Regions from separate parts of the Macaca mulatta genome. Here region 1 is linked to region 2. Evidence: chromatin contacts called from public Hi-C data. All regions are on one chromosome and are shown on one strand. Each heading gives the region's core, a stretch centred on a gene start, on an enhancer-like site or on the middle of the called end of the contact. The rest is flanking DNA. Distances are from core to core; before and after follow the strand shown.

Evidence for each region. A called contact is a pair of places that touch in the nucleus more often than the background predicts.
Region 1: a Hi-C map of fetal cortex germinal zone shows a contact between it and region 2, with 3 times the contacts expected there. The contact joins the promoter of DDX10 here to the promoter of ACAT1 in region 2. A contact is called at or near these places in 3 of 14 Hi-C or Micro-C datasets (fetal cortex germinal zone, fetal cortical plate and liver).

The regions. Positions count from the first base shown.
Region 1 is chr14:109,501,030-109,508,249 of T2T-MMU8v2.0, reverse strand. It overlaps DDX10 (DEAD-box helicase 10), which reads right to left and starts at 4,463. Exons shown (of 19, transcript XR_013404274.1): 1 at 4,206-4,463.
Region 2 is chr14:108,973,598-108,981,534 of T2T-MMU8v2.0, reverse strand. ACAT1 (acetyl-CoA acetyltransferase 1) reads right to left here and starts at 6,271. Exons shown (of 12, transcript NM_001265693.1): 1 at 6,192-6,271. The coding sequence starts at 6,263.

The sequences.
Region 1 (7,220 bases), core at 3,214-5,713, 530 kb before region 2:
GAGCACCTACTCAAGGACAAGCACTGTGCTTTCAGACTCTGGGGAGTGCAAAGATGAGCACATCACTGGTTGCTGATCTTGAAAGGTTCATGGTCTAGTAAGAGAGTTTTTTTTTAAAAGTTAATGAAGTTATTGCAAAGGCGGTGCAATGTCATTCTTCTGTATTCACAGACAGAAGTGAAACATTCTCCTACTGACCCCGAAGTAAGTTGACATGTTGTGATGTTGTAAGTCTATGGCAAAACCTATGTGGCAAAGGACTCTCAAAAGCTGGAAGTGTCCCCAAGCCAATGACCAGTAAGAAAACAGAAACCTAAATCCTATAACCACATGACGAGGAATTCTGCTAACAACCTATGGTATCTGGAATTAGATCTTTCCCTGGTTATGCCTTTGATGAGAACACAGCTCAGCCAATCTTAATCTTTTTTTTTTTTTTTTTTTTTGAGACGGAGTCTTGCTCTGTCACCCAGGCTGGAGTGCAGTGGCCGGATCTCAGCTCACTGCAAGCTCCGCCTCCCGGGTTTACGCCATTCTCCTGCCTCAGCCTCCCGAGTAGCTGGGACTACAGGCGCCCGCCACCGCGCCCGGCTAGTTTTTTTGTATTTTTAGTAGAGACGGGGTTTCACCGTGTTAGCCAGGATGGTCTCGATCTCCTGACCTCGTGATCCGCCCGCCTCGGCCTCCCAAAGTGCTGGGATTACAGGCTTGAGCCACCGCGCCCGGCCGCCAATCTTAATCTTAATTGCAGCCTTGTCAAGCTGTGAACAGAGGACCCAGCTAAGCCATGCCCATACCCCTGACACACATAAACTGTGAGATAATATGTGTATGTTGTTTTAAGCCACTAAGCTTGTGATAATTTGTTACATAGTAATAGTAAATTAATTCTGAAATAATAGACACAAAATTTGGAGTAATTAATACCTCTGGGGGAAGGAGATGTAATTAATGGCATCACAGTGTGGACTTCAAAGTTGTTGTTAATATGTGCTTTCTTCTTTTTATATCTTCATATTTTCTCTTGCAAAGAATATGTTGTTAGATATTTTAAATAAAATCTTAGAGTATCTCACTTTAATTGGCCAGATTAATCCATTTATATTTATTGCAATTTCTATTATTTTAGGACCTAACACTACTATCATTTAAAAGTATTTTTTCATTTTTTATACTTTCCTTGCATTTCTTTTCTTCATTTATACTTTCTACTGTATATATTTAGTGTTCTTATTCTGTTTATATAACATTTTTCTCCATTTGCTCTTATAATAGACTTAAGACCCATTTAAATTGCTTTGCCTAATTAACAAGTACTATAGCATTCTGGCGTATTCCTATGTACTCCCCTTGTCTATTACATTAATTTTGTCTGTAATTTTATTTTGAGTTCTAAAATTTCCCCAGAGCTGAGGCAGGAATCCAGCTGCCTATGCTGGTTTGCCATTTTGTTGGGATAAGAAACATTTCATTGTAATATTTAGTTGTCTATTTCTTCAGCTATTTGACAGGCACATAATTGTTTTATCAGCCTTTAAGTGTCACATGTATATCATAGTATTTTGTATGAATCATTTATTTCATTAATATTTTAAATAAAAAAGTATCTGGCAAAAAAAAAAAAAGTTAAAGAAGCCAATCATCGCAGACAGTTGATAAATGTTGTCATAAAGGTTTCTACAAAACGCTACAGATGCACAGTAGCCCTAACTCAGCCAGGGGAGGTGATGAAGACGGGTTTGCACTAAATCTTGAAGGAGGAGTACCTGTCCTTAGAGTGGGCAGACGCGTCCGCTCACTGCACGCAGTGGAAACGTCAAGTACCAGGATGAGAAGCACAAGAAGCATGGACAACTCACAAAACTGCAAGCTGTTCCTTCATATATGCCTATCATGTACCGCTTGGTGTATACACATTATCTCATTTGGGCCTTACAACACTCTGGGTGGCTAATAACTTCTGTTTTTTGAAAGAAGAAACTGAGACTTAGAGGGGTGAAGAAACCTGACTAGCCAATACTCGAAGAGAGTGAGATTTAAACCAGGTCAGCCTGACCACAAATAACTTACTCTTCAGCAGACTAAAGAGTTGTATTTCTTGTTGACACACTGAATTTGACAATTTTTCTAAAAGTAACTGTGAACCAAGGAAGGGTTCTAATCAGGAGTAAAATGATTAGATCTTCATCTTGGAAAGAATCATTCTGGCAGAAGTATAGAGGATAAATCAGAAAGGTTTAAGGCCCAGGGGCCAAATCCTATCAGCCACCTGTTTCACTAATTAAAGTTTTACTGAAAAACAACACCCATTCATTTAAGTATTTCTATGACAGCTTTTGTATTACAAGGGCACAATTGAGTAAGTAGTTCTACCCTTATGATTACAAAGCTGAAAACATTCACTATCATTTACAGACAAAGCTTGCTGATCCCTGTCGAAAGCAAAATTTACTATAGTAATCCAGACAAGAGATGATGGGGGCTGAAGACAAGGCAGTAGGGATGAAGAAGCATTTGAAAAATTTAAGCAGAACAAATCACCAGTGTGACGGACTGGTTATAAGAGTAGGTAGGAGAGAAGTACCTAAGACTGCTCCTAGGTTTCTAGTTCTATGGTCTGCTGAGATGGTGGAGCTAGGATATGATAGGCTAAAAATGATCCCAATTTATGTCCATGTATTAACCTCTGGAAGGTATGAATGTTACCTTATATGGCAAAAGTGACTTTTCAGATGTGATTAAAGATCTTGAGATGGGGTGATTATCCTGGATTATGTGTGTAGGCCCTAAACGCAATCACAAGCGTCCTTATAACAGAGGAACACAGGTAGACTGACACAGGAGAAGGCAGAGACTGGAATTATGCAGCCACAAGCCAAGGAATGCCAGCATCCACCAGAAACTACAAGAGGCAAGAAACAGAGTCTCCCCTAGAACCTCTGGAGGGAGCATGTCCCAGCTGACACCCTGATTTTGGCCCAGTGAAACTGACTTCAGATGTGTGGCCTCTGGAACTGTGATACAGTAAGTCTCTGTTGTTGTTGGGTTTTGTTGTTTTTTTGTTTTGAGACAGAGTCTCACTCATGTCACCCCAGCTGGAGTGTAATGGCGCGATCTCAGCTCACTGCAACCTCCACTTCTCGGGTTCAAGCGATTCTCTTGCCTCAGCCTCCTGAGTAGCTAGGATTACAGGCGCCTGCCACTACGCCTGGCTAATTTTTTTGTATTTTTAGTAGAGACGGGGTTTCACCATGTTGGTCAGGCTGGTCTCGAACTCCTGACCTCAAGATCTCTGTTGTTTTAAGCCACCAAGTTTGCGGTAATTTGTTACAATGGCAACTTTAATTCCAAGAATGTTCCATCTATTAAATCCCTGATTGTACTGCACTAGAAGGGGGCTGAGAAGCTGAATGATGTGGGTGAAGGCCAACAAACATGGGATTTAAAGAAAGGGAAAAAAGGAATTGACAGACCTGTGGAGCCTGGAGTTTGGGGAAGAAGTCAGGAGGTCAAAGTGATCGTTACAGGTATACTCATCTGGGAACAACAGCTACAATATGAGGATGATATGTGACAGAAACATACCAGTGATCCAGCTTTTCTAGGCCAATTCTTGGATACGGACATGAAGCCTGTGGAGAAATGAGGTGGGCACAGGAAGGAGCATAGATGATGTTGAGGCATGCAGTCTGGCTTCATGGTTAAAAGCAAAGGCTTTGGGATTAGAAAGACATGGATCTAGCTTCCAATTCCACACCACCTACTAAGCGTGAGAGATTCGGACAAGTTTCATTCCTCTTAGAACCTCAATTCTCCTACCTATTAAGTAGGATTATTAATATCCATACCTCAGATCAAGTCAAACAATTACTGTAAGCACATGGTGACTGCTTTAAAATGCAGGTGTCATTATTACCATTATTGTCATCAGTATTATTACTATGGATATGACTGTAGCTATTACAGGATTAGTCTCCCTACCCTTAGGTACCGCCGCATTTCTATCATTTTTTTAGGAACAGTGTGGCAAGCAGAAGAGTGGCCAGGACGGTGCAGAGGTTTGAGCTGTGGCACCCGGCGTGACCTCCCATTCCCGGCAGGGTCCCGGTGACAGATCCGCCGCCTCCATTCTGCAACCCCTCGCCGCAGTGACACGCCGCCCAGCTGCTGGCCGGCCCGAGCCCCCTCCCCAGCGCCGGCCTCACCTTGTCATAGTTCTGCATGAGGCGGCTGATACCCTCGCGCTCGACTTGCCATTCGGGTTTCTTCAGTTGCTTCCTCAACTGCTTCTTTTTGTTCTGCCTGTGGCTGTGTTTTTTCTTCCAGCGATTGAAGCTCCGCACCGGGTCGGGTCGGGCTCCCGAACCCGGAGAGTCGGCAGTTTTCCCCATTGCGGCGGTGGCGGCAAAATCTCGGTTCACCCGCAGACACGAGACACCTAGGACCAGGATCGCGGAAACAGCATGGGGAAAATGCACAGAGGCGCATGCGCGAACCCAAAAGCCCGCCCCCGAGCTTTTGAAACCGGGGCACGCGCCAACGACGTCAATGAAAAGGAGGGTTGTGACTGGCGAATTGGCTCCTGCAGGGAGGAGCAGTCTGGGGAAACGGGGGCGGACTGAGGGACGCCAGGAGCACGCCGGCTCTTTAAAAAGACGCATGCGCACTGTTGTTGTTACTATGGTGACGTCATACGCTGAACCTTTAAGGGGTGTTCACACATTTACTCCAGGTTCAACTTTGCGAAGCGTTCCTGAGTGTGTGTGTACCCACGTACAAACTGAATGAAAATTTTGACCCTCGTTTTGCACATTTCGGACCAACGAGTCAAAAGATTTGCCCAAAAGTAAACAGCTAATAACCTCTGATTTCCATCCACGGCGTTTGTACTTCCTCAGGAATAAAAATAAATATTCTACATTCTTCTAATGCCCCTCTAGGTTTTCCTTTTCCTCTGGACCCCTCAGACTCTAGCTGCAACAGCAAGGAAACTGGAACGGAATCAAACTGAATTTACCTTAAAATGCTATTATGGAGACAAAATGATAACTAACGTAAAGAAGTAGGTAATAGAGGCCGGGCACAGTGGCTCACACCTGTAATTCCAGCAATTTGGGAGGTCGAGATGAGTGGATCACCTGAGGTCAGGAGTTCGAGACTAGCCTGGCCAATATGGTGAAACCTTGTCTCTACTAAAAATATAAAAATTAGCCAGGCATTGTGGCACACACCTATAATCCCAGCTGCTCTGGAGACTGAGGCAGGAGAATCGCTTGAACCCTGGGGCGGAGGTTATAGTGAGCCAGGATCACCCCACTTCACTACAGCCTGGGCCAAAGAGTGAAACTCCATCAAAAAAAAAAAACGAGGTAATAGAAAAGTTATTGCAAGTTGGCCATTTAAGTGAACTGGCTTTCAATGAATTGAGTTTTTTTGACACATTTACCTACAGCCTCCAGGAAAACACCAGATGGGGTGGGAGAGCTCAGTTGTGGCAAAGGAAATTGGAAAATTGAGTTCAAAGTTCACAGGCAGAATTTTGGGCCCTCAAATTCCCTTTCCAACCCCACATATCCAGATCACTACTCTCAACTCTATGTCCATCCTCCAAACAGGGCATGGCTTACCGGAAGGGAGTGAGGACAGGAGGTGAACTAGTGAATTTCCATACTCAGGGACACTAGATGTGGTAGACAGTAAAGCTCAATAAGGAGCGATTATATAAAAGTATATATACATCTTCAAAAAATTAAAAACAGAACTCTACACCAGCATTTTCACTTCTGGGTGTGTGTAGCCAAAATAAAAGAAAGCAGGGTCTCAGATATTTGCACACCGTGTTCACCACAGCACTATTCACAATCGCTAAAAGATGGAAGCAGCCCAAGTGTCTGTCAACTGATAAATGAGTAAACAAAACATAATAAATACATAAAATGGAATATTATTCAGCCTTCAAAAAGAAGGAATTTCTGACACATGCCACAACGTGGATAAACCTTAAGAATATTAAGCTAAGTGAAATAAGCCAGTCACAAAAGGACAAATACTATATATGGTTCTATTTACGTGAGGTACTTAGAGTTGTCAAAATGATAGAGAGAGAAAGTAGAATGGTGGTTGCCAGGGACTCAGGGAGAGGCCAATGCGGGGGTTACTGTTTAATCAGTACAGAGTTCCAGTTTGGCAAGATGAAAAGAGTTCTGCCAATTGGTTGCACAACAATGAGAATGTATTTAATGCAACTGAATTGTATACTTACAAATGGCTAAAGTGATAAATTATATGTGATGCGTACTTTACTACATATGTATACCACATATGCATACTCACAGAACAATAAGGCCCTCAGCTATAACTCACTTTTTTCCTAAAACTGTAGGAATCAGGCATGTATGCACCCCAGGCAAGAAACTGGAAGGTTCAACTCTAGGAAAACTGAATGCCCAAGAGAAAGATCTCAATATAATAACCTCTAGGAAGCAGGCATGGTGGCTCACAGCTATAATCTCAGCACTTTCCAAGGCCAAGGTGGGAGGATTGCTTGAGCCTGGAAGTTCAAGACCAGCCTGGGCAACATAGTGAGACCTTGTCGGTACCAAAATTCAAAAAAATTAGCGAAGCTCGGTGGCACACACCTTAGTCCCAGAAACTAGGGGGCCGAGGCAGGAAGATCACTTGAGCCTACAGAAGTCAAGGCTGCAGTGAGTCCTGATACTGCCACTGCACTCCAGCCTGGGTGACAGAGCCAGACTCTGTCTCAAAAAAAAAAAAAAGAGTAAAAGAAAAAAGACATTTTGGCAGTTGTCAAATAAATGGCAAGTCACTAACCACCCCCTTGCTCTTTAGTGAAACTTATCAGTTAATAAGCCCTCCATTCACTCATTTCTAATCAGCCTTATTCTTAAATGCGAGAGAATAACCAAAGACCAACAAATATTTTAGGAAATCCTTTAACTTAAAAGTTTTAAGCCAAAACTAGTAAATAATGCAGAAAGCAAAATAAGCCTTCAAAAAAATCATTATCAATATTCTTAGCAAAATAAAGCCTCATATCCAAGAAATAAGAACAGGGAATACTCAGAGAACAAAACAAAATTCTTCATAGAAGTCATTTTGTGTGTTACATAAATCAAATTGTTAACATAAAATAGTGGAAAATTCAAATTTTAGTCACAAGAACTCAATATCACATTCCAAAGTCATTAGGATTTAATAAT
Region 2 (7,937 bases), core at 5,022-7,521:
TCCCAACACTTTGGGAGGCTGAGGCAGGCGGATCACGAGGTTGGGAGATCGAGACCATCCTCTGGCTAACACAGTGAAACCCCGTCTCTACTAATAATACAAAAACAAAATTAGCCGGGCGTGGGGGCAGGCACCTGTAGTCCCAGCTACTCGGGAGGCTGAGGCAGGAGAATTGCATGAACCCGGGAGGCGGAGCTTGCAGTGAACCAAGATTGCGCCACTGCACTCCAGCCTGGGCGACAGAGCAAGACTCTGTCTCAAAAAACAAAAGCATTTATGTGCTGATGATTTTCCAAATTCCTATCTCCAACCCTGACCTTTCAATTGACCACCAGACTCACACCCAAGCGCCAACCTGGCTGCAGGTGAATGTCTAAATCATAGCTCTCAATTTCCAACACTACAAAACCTGTTGGTGGCCGGGTGCAGTGGCTCACCCCCGTAATCCCAGCACTTTGGGAGGCCGAGGGGGGCAGATCACGACGTCAGGAGTTCCAGACCAGCCTGGCCAACATGGTAAAACCCCGTCTCTACCAAAAATACAAAATAATAGTAATAATAATAATAATTAAAAAAATAATAAATTAGCAGGGCATGGTGGCACACATCTGTAATCCCAGCTACTCCAGAGGCTGAGGAAAGAGAACTGCTTAAACCCGGGAGGCAGAGGTTGCAGTGAGCCGAGATTGCGCCATTGCACTCCAGCCTGGGTGACAAAGCAAGACTCCATCTCAAAAAAAAAAAAAAGAAAAGAAAAAGAAAACCTGTTTGTTCCCGGTATTCTTAGGTGCTCAAGCCAAAATCACCTTCATCCTTCCCTTTATCACAATCCCGAAAGCCCAGATCTGTCAACAGCGTCCAAAACATAACTACATTAGTCCACTGCCTCATCTCCACCGCTGCCACCTAGTCCAAGCCACCATCTCTTGTTCGTATTAATGGCCTTCTACCTAGTTCCCTGCCTCCCCTGACACCTCTCTACAGACCATCCACTTTTGAAAATGTAAATCAGATCATATCACTCTACTGCTTAAAATAATTTAATGGCTTTTCATTGCTCTTGGAATTATATCCAAACTCTTTACCTCATCCTACAAGGCCCTGCATGATCTGGCTCTTGGTTTTCTCTCCAAATTTACATCACTCTTGCTCTGTGCCAGCCACTGGCATCTCTTTGTCCTAAACCCTATCCTGATACCTCAGGGTCTCTGCAGTGTGCCTCTGCCAGTCATAGCCTCCTCAGGCTGGGCACGGTGGCTCATACCTGTAATCCCAGCACTTTGGGGAGGCCGAGGCAGGTGGATCACTTGAGATTAGAAGTTTGAGACCAGCCTGGCCAACATGGTGAAACCCCGTGTCTACTAAAAATACAAAAATTAGCTGGGTGTGGGGGTGGGCACCTGTAGTCCCAGCTACTTGGGAGGTTGAGGTGGGAGAATCGCTTGAATCCAGGAGGCAGATGTTGTAGTGAGCCGAGATCGTGCCACTGCACTCTAGCCCGGGCAACAGAGTGCGATCCTGTCTCCAAAAAAATCAAAAACAAAACAAAAAACTTCCCCAGCAATCCATGGCTAGCTCATTTTTATTCTTCATGTCTTTTCTAATGACACATTCCCAGAGTGGTCCACGCTAACTACTCTATCTAAAGTTACCCTCTACTTTTTCCTCTCTTTAATATGAATATCTTTATTTCCTTCAAAGCACCTCTCACACTGTAAGTATGTGGTTCACATCTTTGTTTTATTATCCACCCCTCCAACATAATGCAGGCTTCCTGATGGCAGGACGGTGTCTCTTGTTCACTGCTACATCCCTATGACTTAGCGCAGTGCCTAGTGCTCATTAAATATCAGAAATGAATGACAAAATTATAGTATGGTCAGGACACTGAACCATACAGTGTACAATAAATACATGCTGAATGAACACTACCCATTAAGTTTTATCTACATAACACAATTATCTTTCAGGGAGGGCTCTAGTTTGTATTAATGGCCTTCTACCTAGTTCCCTGCCTCCTCTGACACCTCTCTACAGTCCATCCAGTTTTGAAAATGTAAATCCTCTGCCATGCCAGGCAGAGGTCAGCACTCCTACTGCAACTTCCATAACGCCCATGCACATTCTAACTGTTCCAGAACATATAATTTTGTAACTTTCAGGTGCCTTGATTGTCTCCCTACTAGACTGTGAATTCCAAGAAGAGACTGATTTTATTTATTTTCTATCCCAGTGATGGCAAACAGACTGATTTTATTTATTTTCTATCCCAGTGATGGCAAACAGACTGATTTTATTTATTTTCTATCCCAGTGATGGCAGCAGACATGAAACAAATATTTGAAGACAGTCTGAAACTTACCAATTACTCAGAGAAACAAAATTTCAGCTACAATAAATATGTTATGAAACCAGCAAAACTGATCATGAACTAAAGAGTAACTGAGGGCCTACTTTACATGGGAGAGTCAAAAAAGGCCTTCTAGCAATGTTAGTGGAGCTGAGAAATGAATGTTAAAGAGTCATCCTTGGAAAGATCCAAGAAAAGCACATTTGAGGCATTAGGAACAAGTAGGACAAAGGCCATGAATTAGGAACAAACTTGGCACACATACTAAGTATAGAAAGAAGGGTCCTGTGGCAAAAGCAGAGTGAGCACAGCAACAGCTGAGGTCACAGAGTAAGTAGGGCCCAGCAGATCATGATAAGGGTCTAGATTCTGGCCTGAGGGCAATGACAAGCCACTGAAAGCTTTTATGTTATAAAAAGACCACTCTGGCTGCAGTGTAGAGAACTGAGAGTACTAGGGTAAGATTAGAAAAAGGAAAGGGGGCCGGGTGTGGTGGCTCACACCTGTAATCCCAGCACTTTAGGAGGCTGCGGTGGGCAGATCATCAGAGGTGGATCACCTGGTGGGCTGGTCAGGAGTTCGAGACCATCCTGGCTAACATGGTGAAACTCTGTCTCTACTAAAAATACAAAAATTAGCAGGCATGATGGCAGGTGCCTGTAATCCCAGCTACTCAGGAGGCTGAGGCAGGAGAACTGCTTGAACCTAGGAGGCTGAGGCAGGAGAACTGCTTGAACCTGGGAGGCAGAGGTTGCAGTGAGTCAAGATTGCGCCCACGGCACTCTAGCCTGGGCAACAAGAGCGATAGTTGATCTCAAAAAATGAAAAAAAGAAAGAAATTAGCAACAGGAAGGAACTAGCATACAGGCTGGTAGGTCAAAGGGAAGAAGCAAGGTTACCAAAGCCAAGGGGTCAGGAACCCAGCAGAAGCAGGAACCACAAGAGAGACAGACACTGCCAGAGACAGACAGACAGACAGACAGAGAAATTATTCTGCCTTCTCCCTTCCTCCTATCTTCCAATCTTCCACCGGTGCCTCACACCGGTGCCTCACACTGGCTACACCCAGCCAGAAGCCAGCTGACATTGGTCAGCCTACAGTCATGCAGACAGAATAGGGGAGGGGAGAGAAATGAATCTGGGAGCAAATAGGCCCAAGACTGGCACAAGATAGGAAATTTTTTTTAAGTCTGAGTATTAAAAGAAGCTGAAAACTGGATCAAAACACAAAACAGGAGTTTCAAGGAGGGAGTGGTCAATAGTGTCAAATATAGGATAAAGGTCAAGAAGAAAAAACATGGGCCGAGCACAATGGCTCACACCAGTTTGGGAGGCCAGAAGTCCAAGACCAGCGTGCGCAACAGAACCAGACTCTGTGTCTACAAAAACTAAAATAAACATAGATTTTAAAAAATAATTTAAAACCACAGAAAAAGGAAATCACTGGTAATTTTCAGCTTGAGTGGCACAGAAATTTAACTGCAGAGAGTTAAGGAGAAATGGATGCAGAATAAATGGGAGGTAATGAGTAAAGACCACTCCTTTGACTAGAGAGAGAAAAGTGATTCAAGCTAGAAAGGCAACACGCTCCAATAAAGTCCATAAAGATTTGTTGAACATAAAAGAGACCTGATAAGCAAAGGGAAAAGAGCCAATGTAATGAGAGGTCAAATTCTATTCTACAAAATAGCACAGAAAACTGAAAATCCTGTTTATTGATTCAATAAATGACCATTTAATTCAAGTATCCAATACAACTGCTTCCTAGAGTTCAGTAACATGAATGTCACATATCATACATGAGAGCATGTACAGGCATTTTTTTCATGAGGAGTATTTGTTTTTGATTGTACGAGTATTTGTGTTTCATTTTAAGATTTTTTTTTAAGATGGAGTCTCACTCTGTTGCCCAGGCTGGAGTGCAGTGGCACGATCTCAGCTCACTGCAACCTTCCCCTCCCGGGTTCAAGCGATTCTCCTGCCTCAGCCTCCCAAGTAGCTGGGATTACAGGCACCCACCACCACGCCTGGCTTTTTTTTTTTTTTTTTTTTTTTTTTGTATTTTTAATAGAGGTCGGGTTTCACCATGTTGGTCAAGCTGGTCTTGAACTCCTGACTTCAAATGATCTACCCACCTCAGCCTCCCAAAGTGCTGGGATTACTGGCATAAGCCACCTCAACCAGCCTGATTGTAAGATCTTAATTAAACCATAAATTAAGAAGGTTCTGAACTTTTTTTTTTTTACATCTCTAGAGTACCTAGTTCACCTACCTCACTTAGTCAATACTGACTGAAACCCAAGATAACCTAATTACATTCTTGTGATTTCTCCACTCATCCCATGAGACTAACAAATGGCTAAAAACTATTCTTCCTTGGAAACCTACGCATTTTGACTTTTCTATTATCTCAGTCACCCAGGATCAGTTTTAGACTTTCTTTTCCCTTGGCTTCGCACCCTCACTCCATAATTGTAAAGTCCTACACTGGTTCTTCACAATCTCTTGCACAGCTCCTACCGCCAGCACCCTTGTGCAAGTGATGTTACTCTACGCCCAGACATAAGAACTAGAGTCATCTCCCACTGCAACAAAAACAAACACATCAATAATCCCTACTTAACTAGGGTCAAATCCATACACTCACAACATAACTGGATCCCCAAGCTTATTGCCCCAATCGACCTGGAAAACTCAAGTTTCACTAACCACACCCTGAAGGTCTCTACCTATTCCTGAGGCTTTGCCTGACAATCTGCGGTGCGTACTCCCTTGCTTACGCATGTGGAGAATAAATTCTTTGAGACTCCGCCCCTGTTGTGTTCTCTAAACACAATAATAAGAAGAGAGACATCCCTTGGAACACCCTCAGTATGTGAGCTTGCTTGATATATATCAAGTATATATATATATATTTGATATATATCCAGTATAATTTATTGTTTTGTTTTGTTTTTTTTTTTTTTGAGACGGAGTCTCGCTCTGTCGCCCAGGCTGGAGTGCAGTGGCCGGATCTCAGCTCACTGCAAGCTCCGCCTCCCGGGTTCACGCCATTCTCCTGCCTCAGCCTCCCGAGTAGCTGGGACTACAGGCGCCCGCCACCTCGCCCGGCTAGTTTTTTTGTATTTTTTAGTAGAGACGGGGTTTCACCGTGTTAGCCAGGATGGTCTCGATCTCCTGACCTCGTGATCCGCCCGTCTCGGCCTCCCAAAGTGCTGGGATTACAGGCTTGAGCCACCGCGCCCGGCTAATTTATTGTATTATCTGAGTAGTCATTAGCTTTCCCTGATAAATTTTAGGCTGCTCCAAAAAACGTCTGTTATGATCACATGGTGCCCTCTCCCCTTGTACGCCCAATGATTATCTATTGTATTAAAAAAGAAAAGGAACCTCTCCTGACAATAAAGCACACGAACATCTTTTAAAGAAAATCTCGGGAGCAGCTGCACAGGCCTGCAAAGAGGCTCTCCCCGATCCCACCGCTCAGGCCGGGCCAGCGCCAATCCCGGCCGTCCTGTCCGCCCAGACGCGTGCCCTCGTGTTTGACACCAGACACCTGCCCTGGTGTTTAACACGTACTGGTTAAACACACCAGTAACGCTCATTAAGATGATTACGCCGAGACCTCGGAAGTAGAAAAGTGCTGTAAAAATACGCGAGTCCCTGGGTGTTATGGGAGCACTTCGGCGGTTTTTGGACAAGACCCAGTCGCCTGCCTGTCCTGGGGCCTACGCCGCGCGCCCGGGCCGCCGGAGCTGCAACGGCCGCGGGCTGGAAGCTTTCGAGGCGGGGGACTCCTCGCTTCCCAGGTCTGAGCGCTGTGGGGACGAACCCCGCTCACCTGCACCAGCCTCCGGAGCAGGGGGCTGCGGCTGCGGGCGCCGCCGCGCAGAAGTGCCGCCAGCACAGCCATGATTGCAGAACGCCGAGGGGCTGCTGCACAGGCAGAGAACACCTCGGCGTCCTCCCCAACCCCGCACCCACAGCGACCCGGAGCGGGCACCGCCCATCCCGCCTCCTCCAATAGTAACCCTGGACCGTCACAGTCGGCAGCGATTGGCCGGCAGCCAAGGGTGGGGCGGAGCGTGGCGCTGGGACCCCGCAGCCTGGGCGAGGAAAGGTTGACAAGTGAATGACGTGGATGGAGACGCTGGCACCGGGGTCAACGAATACCTGACACGCTGCTGAATCCCGTGTCTACCACTTCTAACCCGCCGGGGCCGGTAGTTTATGTGTAATCCGAGATTTTTCGATTCACTGAGCATGTTTCCCTTAGGCCTACTCAGCACAAACTCATGAAAATATTTTAGGATTTTTTTTTTTTTTTTTTTTTTTTGAGACAGGATCTCACTCTGTCACCCAGGCTGGAGTGCACTGACGCGATCACAGCTCACTGCAATCTCGACCTCCAGGGCTCAAGCGATCCTCCCTCCCCAGCCACCCAAGTAGCTGGGACTACAGGCGCAAGCCTCCACAACCGGATAATTTTTGTATTTTTTGTGGAGACGGCGTTTCACCATGTTGGCCAGACTGGTCTTGAACTCCTGGACTCAAGTGAGCCTTCCTCCTCGGCCTCCCAAAGTGCGGGGATTACAGGCGCAGGCGACCACGCCCGGGTAATTTTTGTATTTTTTTGTAAAGACTAAGTCTCCCTATGTTGCCTAGGCTGGTTGCTAACTTCTGGGTTCAAGCAATCGACCAGCCTCGGCCTCTCAAAGTGCTGGGATTACAGCCGTGAGCCATCCCATCCAGCTGTGAAAATATTTTGAAGCAATCAAATTCCAGGCTCAGTCCAGATACAAATATGGGTAAAAGGCTTCAGGTGATTCCAGTCCCCAACCTTCAACCGCTCCAGCTGAGACCCCAGACATCATGGAGCAGAGACAAGCCATCCCCACCATGTTGTCTGAATTCATGATCCACAGAAATGAGGGAAAACAAATGGTTGTTATTTTAAGCCATTATGTTTTGGAGTAATTTTTTTTTTTTTTTTTTTAAGATAGGGTCTCACTCTGTCACCCAGGCTGGAGTACAGTGGTGCAATCATAGCTCAGTGCAGCCTCAAACTCCTGGTCTCAGGGGATCCTCCTTGTCTCTGCCTCCTGTAGCTAGGGGATCCTCCTGTCTCTGCTTCCCAAGTAGCTAGGACTACAGGCAGGTTCCACAATGCTAATTTTTTTTATTTGTATTTTATGTGGAGAAGGGGTCTTGTTGCCCAGGCTGGTCTCAAACTCCTGACCTTAAGACATCTTCTGGCGTTGGCCTCCCAAAGCACAGAGATTATAGGCATAAGCCGCCTTAACAGGTCTGTTCGGGGGTAATTTTTTTTTTTTTTTTTTTTTTTTTTTTTTGAGACAATGTCTCGCTCTTGTCACCCAGGCTGCAGTGCAGTGGCGTGATCTTGGCTCATTGCAACCTCTGCCTCCTGAGTTCCAGCAATTCTCCAGCCTCAGTCTCCCAAGTAGCTGGGATTACAGGTGCACGCTGCCACGCCTGGCTAATCTTTTGTATTTTAGTCGAGACGGGATTTCACCATGTTGCCCAGAGGCTGGTCTCAAACTCCTGAGCTCAGGAAATCCGCCCCCCT